Regions from separate parts of the Zea mays genome. Here region 2 is linked to region 1. A link is a contact called in public Hi-C data. All regions are on one chromosome and are shown on one strand. The core of a region is the stretch at or near the end of the contact, and the rest is flanking DNA. Distances in the headings are between cores, read along the strand shown. Region 1 holds the start of LOC103628325 (urease accessory protein D). Region 2 holds the start of LOC100280912 (VQ motif family protein).

Region 1 (7,054 bases), core at 2,697-5,196:
ATCCGTCTCGTCTCTTCTCTCCTCATCTCTTGCTACACCACCCCGCCCGCCTGTCAGCTTTTGCAACGTGAACTGCTGCTCCTCTCTCTCTCTCTTTCTCCCCAGTTTGGTCAGTGGGGTGGTGATCCGAGACCTGAATTCCTGGTCCGCGTGGTGGTGGTGGTGGCGGCATTCAAGATCTCAAGTGCTCCTGCTTTTCCACGAGCTGCACTTTGCCGCCAAAGTGATCGAAAAAGCGGCTGAAATATTCAGTAACCACTCAGATCTGCACGGGGAGAGGAGGCAAATCTCACGGGTTTGCTGCTAACCGACCCTCTTGTGATGGAGCAGGGCAATAATGAGGCTGGCTGGGGCCTGGGAAGCAGGCGGGGTGGTCCAATCGCTGCGGCAGCGCTTGAAGCTGCAGGGGAAAGGGAGGCAGCGCCCGCCCCCATCCCATTGAGCTCGCCTCCCCTGTGCGCCACCATTATTGTCCGGCGCTTTTGACGGTTGGTCTCCTACTCTCCTCTCCTCTCGCCCCCCGGCCACGTATGGCGCATACGTGGCGTCCGTACAGATGCTTGCTTTGCGATTATCCATCACGACTCAAAAGGCACTGTTGTTATTATTATTATTTTATTACCATCATAGTGTGGCAAATGAAACGCGTCTGCTTCACACTGTCACTGTCAGGTCGAGGCAACACTATACCACCCAACGAATTGCAACACGTTCACTCCAACCGTGGAATTTAGCCAACCAAAACCAGAAACTCCAATCACCCTCAAAATTCTTTCATCGAATGGCCAGCTGACTACACCCAACCATTTTGCAGCTTTTCACTCCCCCCCCCCCCCCCCCCCCCCCCCCCCCCAATGCAAACTCGAGGGACCAAGGATCCCTCTTTCAGCACCAGCGTTCACCAGCGCTTCCCTCAGTCTGTCCGCCAGCTTCATGACGCCGCGTAGGGGGGAGCGCCAAGGAATGGCTCCAGCGCGGCCAGATGGTGCCTCAGGAAGATGTACGCCAGCTCCGTGCTCACCGCGGCTACCCGAGCAACCATGCCTGTTCCCTGCAGCCAACCACCACGACAAGATGCCGGTCTCCGTGAGCCAAAGGGCCCAAAGGCGCACACACTTGCCTGGATTCTATAGCACAGCGATGAGACTCAGCAGCGGCAAACAACAAACCGTGCGGCCGAACGGGCTGCAAGAGGCCACGAGTGGTGGCCTTCGGGGACGCTGTGATCTCGTAGTGTAGAGGCTTCCGCCGGCAGTGGGAGGGCGCAGCTGCCCCGACATTAGCTTCCTCACTTCGTCTTGCATCTTGTCTTGGATGTCCCTCAGCTTTGGCCTTCAGAGTAAAGCAATGCCATCAATCATGAGCATTAGCCATGCTTTTCCGTCAGGTACATGGTAGATTAAAATCCAAAAATGTACGTCCTGATCTCTAACAATTTTTCATTTGTTGGTTTGTTCTTCATAGAAAAAGACCAAATCCTAGACTAGGCCCTTGCTTATACCACATTACCACTCGCTCTTCCTCTAAATGCAGCAGAGAATTGTTAGCTATATATTGGCAGAAACACAAATAGATAACCATAGCATATGGTACTGTTAACTCTGTGCCCAACAGTAATAATTGTAAAAAAAAAGCATAAGCTTCTAGGCTGAAGTGATTAATGCAAATTCATCGGTGTAGTGCCATTTCAATCTTCACGTAACAACATTCAAATGTTCAAACAGAGTTGACCAGAGCATATGGCACCATGTTTTTTGAGATGGTGTATTGACTTTACCCCAGTAACACAACCATCGCAACCACATTGTACTCCCGCATCCGTTCAGCAATGCTATAACTCGAGCTTTGTTCCAACAAAGTCTGCTCAAATTATACATGGCGTGTTAAGAATAGCGAACAGCATAAACAAAAACAGAAATGGAACAGCATGTTAACATAACGAAGAACATTACGTGCTAGGAGGAGAAGGTCAAGAGTGCTTACCGAGTCAATAAAGAGTGGCTGGTCTCCCAAGAAAATATGGTTGACACTTTTGTAGAAGCTAAAATCCCATCTTTCTCCGCTCTCGTATCGGCCACTTGTAAACCAATCTACAAGTACCAGGTTTGAATTGACAGAAACATGGAAAACTTGCTTTTGGTGGTACCGAGCGGTTGAGAAGCAGGTTACAGGGTCTGGAATAACAGCCAGCAGGGCGTCTTCCCCAACTCTGGCCTACTGCATGCATTAAATGTTTAATCATGGACCTTCCTAGTTAGGAACGCAACTAAGAGCATAGAGCCCTTGCCTTGGAAGAGGTATTACCTCTAGCAACTGTTCAGAACATTTTGAACCCACAGCCTTGTACACCTACAAAAGTACTTGCCAATCAGAAATGGAATAAACAAAGTCAGCAGATTTGAAGCAAACTAGTTTTCCAATTGACAATTTCATCGGCAGACTTGTTAAGCTTGCATGAGTACTTGCCGTCCAGAAAAAAAAATACAACGGATTTGAGTGAAACTAGCTTTTCAGTTGACATGGAGTAGACAAAATACATGAATGAAGGAAATCAGCATTTTCAGTTGACGCTTTCTATGAACTTGTCAATGCATGAAACCTAGGCATGGTAATAACTGAGCTGGATGATTTCTTGAAGCAGGAAACAGTGGAGTAGTGCCCCAAAGCTAGGACGAAGAGCAGAGCTAAGCAATCTTAGTAAGAGAAAGTAATCAGCGAGCTAATTCTTTGTTCGACTATAAAAGGTTCACAGTAGAAAGAAAAACCCCCTCCCCATATCCTCCACACACACACACACACACACAGTTTGAATTGTGTTCGGCCATTGGCAGAGATCCCAGATTTGGAGAATTAACTTGCCAGCCCTTGTGTTCCGCATACAACCACTAGTTTCTACCATGAGCAGACGAAGAAATTACCCAGGTACGGATGCCTCCCACAATCCGAGAATCAACAAATTCTACCCCGCATTTTTGGCAAAATCTTTCGTCTTCGTTTTCAGCTACGCTCGCTCGAGAGTTTCCACAAGCACAAATTCCGCTTTTTATGGGTCCAAAGATTCTTTCGCAAAACAATCCATCTTTTTCTGGTTTATCGGTTTTATAATGAAAAGTGGAGGGCCTTGTGACTTCGCCAACGACTTCCCCATTAGGTAGGATTTTTTTAGCCCAAGCCTTTATTTGTTGAGGGGAAACGAGTACCAAACTACTAGTCCAGCCTAAACAGTGCACGTAGAAGGCTCATAGGCTCCAGTTTATCATAATTCATACATTCCTACAGAGCTGGTAATTGGAATCCAGACATTCTCTGGTCAATGTTGTATACAGTACCATACAGCATACACGGGTAAGCATCATAACACCAAACGTAACAAGCCATGGTATAAGTATAGTATAGGCAGGACGCGCAGAGCCAGGCTTGAATCGAGCAATCAGCGTACCTTGGTCGAGGCCTGCGTGGTGATCGCCGCCGTACAGCCGTCGCCGACGCTGACCGTGCACGACACGGTGTCCCCCTGCAAGGGCGGGCGCAGGAGCAAGCGCGGCACCAGGACAGGAGACCGTCACGCTACAGCAAGCATCTCCGAACCGCGAGTGCCCAGCAACGGCGCAGCGGGCGAGAACGGAGAGAATGGGAAGTGGAGGGTTGTGTGCGGGGGGGGGGGGGGGGGGGGGTCCTCGGACTCACGGAGACGATGCCGCCGCCGTAGGTGAGGGCGTAGAGCCAGACGGCGTCACAGGAGGAGGGGCCCACCCTGGACGGGGCGATGAGCTTGAGCGGGTACCTGGCGAAGCAGCGGGTCAGCGCCGACCTCCCCCGCACCCTCTCCACCCGCACCGCCCCCATCGGCGTCGGCGTCGCCATCGCCGGCTGACCAGAACACCACCGCCACAGAGCGGTTCGATTGGACGGGCGATGGGGGCGGCGGGCGGGTCAACCAGATCGAGGCGCATCTGCCTCGTTCGGGGATTGACGCAGGCCCAGTCCACGCAGCACTTGCTCGGCCCACCGCGTCACGGTGCCGCCGGGAAGTATTTGATATTTGGGCCTGCTCATCTGCGGATTGCGAATGGCTTTGGGCCGCGAACGGACACGGGCTGTGTTTCCTATTGAAAAACCCTAATGAAGGGTTATATGGAAAGGCTATCACGTCTCTATATATATAAAACATGTACCCCTCATATAGAGTGGAGATGATAAAGAGGCCAAAGGCCCAAACCTACATCTTATGTCTCGTGTGTTTCTTTTGTTGTCGTGCTTATGAGAAGGTGTCTCTACTGCTGACGGGAGGGAAGGGAGTGGATCTGGTGGTCCGTGGTAACGTAGTTCTCAACATGTTATCAGTACGCTCTACCTTAACGTTACTGTAGGATTAGATCTGCATCAACTCTTCGTCACGTCGACAGGTCCCTCGGCCTTGCCGAACTGTCCTACGCGACAGGTTTCACTTCCGTTCTACATCAAGAAATACGGTATACAATTTCTTGATTGAATCCGTGATTTACTTTCCATTCTATTATTCACGGTGAAGAAAAAGCATGCCATCAGCGGCTCTGCTGGTTGCACGCCGCGCGAATCGCTATGATAGCACACTCCAGCGTGGACGCAGCCGATCCGCCCGACGCGACCCCTGCTTACGGGCTTTACGGCAGACTATCCGTCCTCCCGCGAGCCGATGGGCAAGGCATCTCGCCGTTCACTCTGGCCATAACGGCCTCTGGACCTTCCACTTTTTCAACTTGCAGCTCTTCTGAGATCCCCAGATCAGCCAGGCCATCGGTCGTCATGATCCCAACAATGACCTCATCGCCCGTCACTCTGGCTCGCCTGTCTTCCTGAACAACTGTTTCAAATGCGCTTGACGCGTGGCCTGGCAGCCAGCAGCTGCTGCGCGGAAAAACGGATCTAGTAGCTACTGCGTTCGTAGAGGCCTTCTCTTTCATGAGCGATCGAGTCAAACGGCCGTTGTGCGGTTAAAAAAAAGTGTGATAAGCAAAAGATGGACGAGCGGATGGGTAGCACTCCCTCTCCGCCACTCCGCATGGTCCAGCCATCATTTGCGGTCGAGTGAGTGGATAAAAAAAAGAAATGAAAATTTCTTAAGTGCGTAAAAAAATACGGATGCTAGCTTGTCAAAGGATGGATCTCGTTGATCCGGTTTTCTCGGGAGTGAGATTTTTTTTACAGTTTTCCTATAAATTTTTGCTGAATTAATAAACTTTGGTACAATATTAATATATGTGCATACTCTATATTATTTATTCAATTTAATTGCACATAGCAAATTGAATAAAGCATATTTTATGTTGTGATTTCTATTTAAATTAATTATTTCTTATCACAAATAATTAATTAGAAAAACATATGATTAAATATGGATAAACATATTTTACATCAGATGTGTTATGTTCATGCATTAATTTTAGTTTTTCTGCTTTTATTTCTGTTGGGGGTATGCTTCGTAGCCGAAGATCCTAAAGAAAGAGAACACCTTCGGAAGATCCTCTCAGGAGCGAGCGCCGAAGCTATTACCTATAGAGGTTCGGCATAATGACAGATCTCGAGACGAAGGGTCGAACCGACTTAAAGATGGATTGACTTAAAGACCCATGATGTTTTGTGTCATTATTGTAGTCTATTGTAAAGGACATAAATGTAATTTTACACAGGCTGCACCCTGTACTTATAAATAGGTGAACAGTACCCCGGCACTGTTCATGCAACCCTGTAACCGCTAACGCATTACACTGGAATTATTTTCCGCTAGAGGCGAAGGTATAAACGTACCTAAATATTATGTTTTGACATTTAAGCTCATATTACGAAAATACATAAATAATGTAATTTGTTTTTCCTATGATGTTTAATGTCTTATATTTTATTTCGTATTGATGAATATTTAACCACGAAGGTATGACCTTCGGGGTATTTTGTCTATTCGTTCGAAGTTCATTAAATCCATGGGGATATAATGCTTCGGCGAACAAAGGGCATTGTCATTTAATATTTTCTGTGTTGCCTTGTTCTTGATTCATAGCATTTGCGAACAAGTCCCCAACATTGGCGCCCACCTCCGGTGAACTCACTTCCACTTGTTTGAGTTGATGGCTTCGTTCAACAACCAAGCTGGAGTTGCTTCGGCTCCGAAGCTGGTACTCCCGATAACAGGCGGTTCATGTTCAGAGCCAGCTAAAAAGAAGCAGAAGAAGGAGGCACAGAGAAGGGTACAGCATGTCGGGGTGCAAGGACACTTCATCAAGTCAAGATGGTCCCACATCCCAATTACCTTCTCTCAAGAGGACCTTGAGCTCAAGGATTACCCTCACAATGATGCTATGGTTATTTCTTGTGTTATCAAAGGATTTCTGGTCCACAATGTTCTGGTTGACACAGGCAGTGCAGCGGATATTATATTTGCTAAGGCCTTCAGACAGATGCAAGAGCCCGAAGATAAGATCCATGATGCCACACATCCCCTTTGTGGCTTCGGAGGAAGGCAGATTGTAGCACTCGGCAAGATCACGATGTCAGTGACCTTCGGATTTATCAACAATACAAGGACTGAACAAGTTGTGTTTGATATTGTTGACATGGAATACCCTTACAACGCAATCATTGGTCGTGGTACTCTCAATGCTTTTGAAGCAATTCTTCACCCAGCATATCTTTGCATGAAGATACCTTCGGATCTAGGACCTATTGCTATTCATGGAAGTCAAGAAGCTGCCAGAAAAGCCGAAGGAAACTGGACAGATTCAAAAGCAATCCACAATATAGATGGAGCCAAAGCTTGTGAGCAATACAAGTACAGAAGGGCGAAGGCTGCTTCGGCTGATCAGCCGAAGCCCATGCTTTTATGTGAAGATATAGCAGAGAAGAAGGTGTTGCTGGGGTCTCAATTGTCTGAGGAGCAGGAGAAAACCTTGACAAGGTTTCTGTTTAACAATAAAGATGTCTTCGCATGGTCGGCCAATGATCTCTGTGGTGTGAACAGGGATGTCATTGAGCACTCGCTCAATGTCGATCCATCCTTCAGACCTAGAAAGCAGAGACT
Region 2 (7,054 bases), core at 2,391-4,890, 150 kb after region 1:
TATCAAATAAAAAAAGTTGCCTCTTAATAGTACTATAATCTAAAAACGTGGGTACATTTGCATTGACTTAGCGACTGTTTGTTTACCCCTTAGATTATATAATCTGGATTAAATAATCCTAAGAGGAAAACAAACAGTCCAGCTTATTTGCCCAGATTATATAATCTAACCCCTTGGATTATGATAATCCATAAGCAAGTGAGAAGGTGTTTATTTCAGATTATTTTTTCCCACTTCCCCACTACCCTTTCAAGTTTCCTAGAAATTATCCACCATTGCCATTATAATCCACTGAATCGTTTTTGCGCCTATCGGATCGGAGAAGCCCGCCGTCCAACAGAAACACGCCGCCTAGCCCTCACCCCCCGCGCCCCGCGTCACAGGATCCCGCCGCCTGGCACTGCCGACGGGACGGACGGGATTGTGTACGGGGCAGCAGATTCCCGCCCGCCGCTCCGAAGCGTCCCGCGCGCCAGAAGGCTCCGCGCGGTCGACGGGGATGCGTCCCGTGCCCCATGGCACAGGATCCCGCCGCGCCGTGCCGACGGGACGGACGTACGACGGGGGCAGCCGATTCTCGCCGCATATCAGCTGGGGCGCCTAATTTTTCTCTGCAACTGTCCTGCCGAGATCTAGAGTGCGACCATCTAATTGCTACAATGCTACTCTATCTACAGGTGTATTGTGATGGATCCTCCGTCGGAACCAGCAGACATTGAATCAGGAGTTGGTGATGTTACGACACCTGAACGAGGCAGACCAACCATGGTACGTGGTTCTATGACGGCAGGTCGTCGTGGCGCAGGATTTACACTGGCAGGGCGTAGTGCCGGTCGTGGCACTAGTTCTGTGAAACGTGGTGTGATACGCGGTAGTAGGAGTGCCGGAAGGATCATTCGTGGTGGCCGAAGTGTTGGTATTGACATCGATTTAAATGCTCAAGGTCGGGAAGATGATGAACCAATTGAAGTTGAAGCTGAAATTACTGCAAATAATTCGGTGAGTAATTTTCTAACACATGGCCATTGCTAATTTGTAGACATTTGTAATGTTCATATCTGATATGAGGGTGTTCAATAACGCTCTAACAAAATATGCCACTATTTTTCCACATCCTCCACCAGGTATCATATTGTTTATTATATAATTTCAATTTATAAATTATTATGGTCTACTCTCATATGTCGGTGTATTTTTAGGTAAATATTATCTTGTTGACTCAGGATATCCTAATCGATCTGGATATCTAGCACCATACAAAGGAACAAAATATCATTTACCTGAGTATCGAGCGGGTCCCCGAACTAGCGGAAAAAAGGAGACATTTAACTATTTGCATTCATCTCCGCATAATGTAATGTGATTGAACGCTCATTTGGTGTTTTGAAGATGAAGTGGAGAATTCTGTTACACCTACCCAGTTATCTTATGGCCAAACAATCCAAAATAATACATACATGTATGGCTCTTCATAAATTTATTCGTGACAGTTCTTTGGCAGATAAAGAATTTGACCATTGTGATGAAGATGAAGATTATATGCAATGCCATCATCTCAGCCTAGTACTAGTCAATTTGGGGATGAAGAAGGTGACATGAATGCCTTCCGTGATAATATTGCTAATGCAATATTTGCCAATGTCAATTGAATTATTTTTTTTCAAATTATTTATGTAATAAATTATGAATACTCAGAAACGTTTGTTATATTGTTCATGTCATATATGAGTTTCAACCTAGTACAAATATAGAGGGCATTCTTGTCTTTCTCATACAAAAGAATCTTATTAACAACTCAAATAGTCTGGGTAAACAAACAGAACTACTCAGATTATATAATCCAGATTATATAATCCTCCAAAAATAATTCAGATTATATAATCCATGGGGTAAACAAACAGGCCCTTAACTAGCGGCGGTGTAAATGCATGCGTAGTGTCTGTTGGAACACTCGCTAGACCGTTTTCTGTTGGTAGATCCATTTTTTTTGTTCTTATTTTTCGGCAGGCATATAGGAGTTGGGGCCTCTTGGGGGGTTTGATGTATAGTAGTTGGATCGAGGATTATGAGGTCATTTTCTGTGCGTATTTCATGAGAGTTTTATCTGTATCTCTATATAACCTATAAGTTTAAATTTTGCAAAAAAAAAAACCATTCAACCAAATCACTCCTAGACATAACCCCTCTAAATTCACCAAACAAATTGTATTTGTACATAAACTGGATAACACTTATCTTTCTTACTCACTCAAATTGAATGGCTAACGTTATTAGGATATTCTTTACTCTCATCTTTTACACGCACACAGTAGCGAAGCTACCAAATATTTTATTGGGATCATCCTAATTACTGATTGAATCCAAACTATAGAATTGCATTTAATAACAATGTTTTTCCACTAGAAATTCAGAAAGTTACCGGGGTCTGACCCTAATAAAAGAGCATGGTTCCACCGCTGCAGGCACAGTAACTCCCTCTCTCCTCTGTCGCTCCTCTCTCCCGTCGTCGCCGCCGGCCACTCTCTCTTTGGGACGATAACATATCGTTAGCACAGACGTGTAGTAGACTAGTACTCGTTAAATAACATGTCATGCAGTTTAAGGAAAAGAGATACGAAGAGTTTTATAAGAGATGAGAGAATTTTACGAGAATGAAATTCTGGATACAAGATAAATGTTGGCACGACAGTCTTTAGACGCAGTAGTATGAAACTACGTGGTGAGAATGACCTGAGGGTCCGGGCCTCCGGGGTGGGGGAGAGGGGACTCGCTCCGCCGACGGAAGCTTCGTCGTGGTTGCCGCGCTCACCTGGTCAGTTCACATGTGTCAAAAAATATGACAAGATGGCGGGCGGCGGCCCAGCGTGCCGCATGCATTTTCTTTTTGTCATCTGCAGGGCAGGCAGGCAGGCAGCCAGCGAAGTGGGAACGCCATTACGACGACGCGCGCGACTCCTGTCGCTGCATGCTCGCTCGTGCGCGCGGCCCGGTCCAGTCCATCCCCAGCCCAGATGGAGTAAAGCTGAAGCAACAGCCAAACAGATATATATATACGTGGCGGGGGGAAAAAATCGATCGCATCGCATGCAATGCAGCTGGATCGATCGACCGGCCCGCCGGCCGGCGAATGGTCGCAAGCACGCACGGTGGCGCGCGCCGAAAACGTACAAACGCACGTGTCGTAGAGGTCTCCGTCGCCCGATCCGCCGCCGCGACGACCCCGATCCACTCGCCGCCGTGGCTGTGCCCCTCCAAACCACACAGCTCTAAGCTAGGCATGAAGGCATCTACTAGTATTTCTTTTTTCCGCGACCGCGAGGGGATTAGGAGAAAGTAAAAAAAAAAAAACCGCGACAACATCCAAATTCACGGCGCGCGCCGCGCCATCCCCGCAGCTCGTCTCCTGTGTGCCCCGGCCCAGCGACCGGTCCCACTTCCACGAGCGGGCCCCGGCCCCCGGCGTCCGGTCCGGGAGGAGGGACGCTTCGTGGAAACCTGCACGAGCCATCGACCTTCCAGAAGACGACTTGGCGCCGTGCGTCGCGCATCCGACGGCCCGGCGACCCTCCCAAGCGCCCCCGGTTTGACTCGTCGCCGGGGGTGGCAACTATAAGTACCTGCCCTCCCCGTCCGTCCAAAGAACTCTAACTCCTCTACCAGCCGGCGCACGCCGACGCCGACGCCGACGGGCACAGTACTAGCGACCGAGCTGCGAGCGACGCCAGGGCATGGGTGACACTGGCGCGAACATGGCCCACTGGGGCGGGCTCTACGGCCGGGGCGGCGGCGGCGGGGTTGTCGCGCCGGCGACGACGGAGACGGTGACGACGGCAGGAGGCGGCGGGTCGGTGTCGAGCCCGACGTCGGGCGGGTCGGGCGGCAGCCCGAGCCGCGCGCAGCTGCAGCCCGGGGTCGGGGTGGAGGGCGGGCGCGTGGGCAAGCCCGCGCGGCGGCGGTCGCGCGCGTCCCGCCGCGCGCCCGTCACGCTGCTCAACACCGACACCTCCAACTTCCGCGCCATGGTGCAGCAGTTCACCGGCGTCCCGCCCGGGCCCTACGGCCCCGGCCCCGGCGGCGGCGGGGGGCCCGTCATCAGCTTCGGCGCCGAGTACGGCGGCGCGCAGCTGGTGCGCCCGTCGCCGACGTCCGCCGTCATGTCGTTCGACCCCCAGCACCACCACCACCGGCCGACGGCGGCGTCGTCGCTGCAGAGCCAGCTGTTCAGGCCGCAGCAGCAGCAGCAGTACGGTGCCGACGTCGGCGGCTACGGCGTGCACGGCATGGCCATGGCGGCGCCGTCCTCCTTCCTGCACGGCGGGTTCGAGGCCTCGTCGGAGGACCGGCTGCTGCTGCAGAGCATGATGCAGGCCTCGACGATGCCCACCGGCCACCCGCCCCCCACTAACAACGGCAATGGATACCACTTCGGCTAGCTGATCGATCCACCGGTTTGATCCCCACCGCACAACCGAGGTAATTAATATAATAAGCGGGGAGCTAGATCAGGGATCCATGGAACGAAGAAGCCGTCGTCGATGACCACGAGCTGATGATGACGCGTGTTCTAGCTTGTTGCTGCTGCTTAAGCAGCTAAGCATTTTTTTTGTTATGTTTTTTTTGCTGGCCTCGCAGAAGGCTAGCTAATTACGAGTAAGTAACTAAGTATAGTTAGTAGTGGTAGTGTTATCTTGCTGCTTTAACTAGAAAAGGAGTTAAGCTAGGTCGATGTAAATAGTTCCCTTTCCTTTTTTTCTTTTTCTTTTTGAAAAAATATCAATCAAGAAGTTTAATTTTGGGGCCGTCGTCAGGTTGTTGGCGCGCGTGCGCTTTCGGTGTGTGTACATACAGCTAGTGCAGCTGATAGCGAGGAATCTTTTCTAGAAGATTGCCTTGGTTCGGAAGCAAAGTTCAAGAGGGCTTCTCTCTCTACCCCTCCCCTCTCTACTTGTATGCTAGTACGTACTGATTAATTATAGTATTATTATTATGGTCCCGCCGCTAATTAATCGCACGTTGGTCAAATGAGTGTGGAACATATGCTTTTTCTTTTACAATAATAAATCATCAGACTTGACTTTGGAAACTTGTCTTTAGCGTCGGATTAAAACCTCGAAAAGAGAGATTAGAAGGAAAGTGCCAGTCAATCTCTACATAAATTGGTAGTGATATAGACCTCCATTGTTGTTTCTTGTCACTAACCAACGGTGGTATCCTCTTAATTATTACCGGTCCAGAACATTGGTATGGCAATACTGTTAGTCCAATACATAAGTTGTGAGTGTTATATATATATGATCATTGTCGGCATGTATATCGAGTTGGCGATGATCTTGTCCCGCTTAATTATTATTTCAATATTTCTATTTTAGTTTTGTGTTGTCATTGTTATTTCCTATGGTTACTAGATTTATTTGCATACACACAATAAATCCATCAAGACTTGTATATTACAAACGTTACAGTAGTAACGCATATATATGTTATAATAAAAATGAACATATCACTACAGTAAACTAATAAACATCCGACGGCCGCCTTATCTCCGACGGCGGCCTACGAGGCCGTCGGAGATAAGATTATGTCCGACGGCCACAAAGGGCGCTCGGAAATAGCGCTTATCTCCGACGGCCTCGAAGGCAGCCGTCGGAGATAAGGTTATGTCCGACGGCTGGCAGCGTAGCCGTCGGAGGTAAGACTTTTTAATCCGCAGGAACCGGCGCGCGGTTCATTTCCACGCGCGCGCTCTTCTCTTCTCTTCTCTGTCTCTGCCCACGCGCCGCCGCCGCCGTCGACTGCGCCGCCGCCGTCCGCTGCCCGGCGCCGTCGCCCACTGCGCCGCCGCGCCGCCGCCGCCCCTCCCACTGCCCCGCCGCCCCGCCTCCCAAAGCCCCACCGCCGTCGACGCAGCCCCGCCCACACGCCTCCCCGCCCAGCCGCCGTCGCCGCCGGCCGCCGGCCGCCGGTCGCCGCCCCGCTCGCCCCGTCGCTCACGTCAACAGGGGTGCCCCGTCGCTGCCGGCTACATCTCCGCCCGCCATATTATCAAAGTAAGTATTTTTAGATTTATTTTGTATATATTAATATTGTTTTATAGTTTCTAATGTTGTTATTAAATAATTAGTATGTTAAATAATGTTTATCTTATTATATCCGATGGCCTAAATTTGATTATTTGGCGAAATTTGATTATATGGCCTAAATTTGATTACGTAATTAAATTACCTTGTTTTAGTTTATTTAGTGGTGCTTTAGATAATTTAAATTTTAAATTTCCGAGGGTAATTATTATGCCCTCGGAAATAAGGTCATTTTATATGATTTGTCATTCATAACAATGTTATTTCGTATGTAATATTGTATTGTGGTTTATTAGTTTAATTATTTAATAATACACGATGATTCTAGTTAATCATAGTGTATCGTAGTGTGAACAAACGAAACCTAGGCGTCACCCGTTTCGGCCCAACACACCTTACAAGCGACGCATGTGAGGTATGTTGGGCCGGAATTGTCCTTTTATTGGACAGCCTCGGGGTGACCGACAGAGTTCGTGTTTATGACAAAAGCATGTGCTCCTGCTTAGTTTCGGCAGCATAACCCCTCTGTTCTCCAATTGCACCATTTTTAGGCGTGCGATTGGAGAACAGCGGGGTTATGCTGCCGAAATTTCGCACGACCACATGTCTTGTCATAAACACGGCCTCGTCGGTCACTCCTGGGTGGGTTTAGGACCTATCCTTTCCTACAGATGTAGGGGCGTGATTTCTTCGTAAAAACGGATGGCCCGTGCATTACTTATCTAATTAAGTTAACGTCTCGTAGCTAGTATGGAGGAGAATCGTCGATGGATGTATGAAGGTTGGAAGAAAAGAGGTGCTCTATCAAGTGAGTGGGTGGCCAAGACTGATGCTTTTCTCGACCATGCTTTTGCTCGGTCAGAGACTGGAACCGATGTTAGGTGCCCTTGTAGCAAGTGTCGGAACATTAATTTCCTTGACAGGAGGACTATGTCGATACATATTTGCAAGAACGGTTATATGCCAGGCTATGAGGT

What was found. A called contact is a pair of places that touch in the nucleus more often than the background predicts.
Region 2: a Hi-C map of ear shows a contact between it and region 1, with 5 times the contacts expected there. The contact joins the promoter of LOC100280912 here to the promoter of LOC103628325 in region 1. A contact is called at or near these places in 6 of 25 Hi-C or Micro-C datasets (bundle sheath, ear, leaf and 2 more).

The regions. Positions count from the first base shown.
Region 1 is chr5:87,915,770-87,922,823 of Zm-B73-REFERENCE-NAM-5.0, forward strand. LOC103628325 (urease accessory protein D) reads right to left here and starts at 3,947. Exons shown (of 6, transcript XM_020538438.3): 1 at 3,688-3,947; 2 at 3,440-3,514; 3 at 2,305-2,349; 4 at 1,984-2,214; 5 at 1,170-1,332; 6 at 583-1,051. The coding sequence starts at 3,864. The coding sequence ends at 819.
Region 2 is chr5:88,061,341-88,068,394 of Zm-B73-REFERENCE-NAM-5.0, forward strand. LOC100280912 (VQ motif family protein) reads left to right here and starts at 3,641. Exons shown (of 1, transcript NM_001153832.2): 1 at 3,641-4,799. The coding sequence starts at 3,729. The coding sequence ends at 4,433.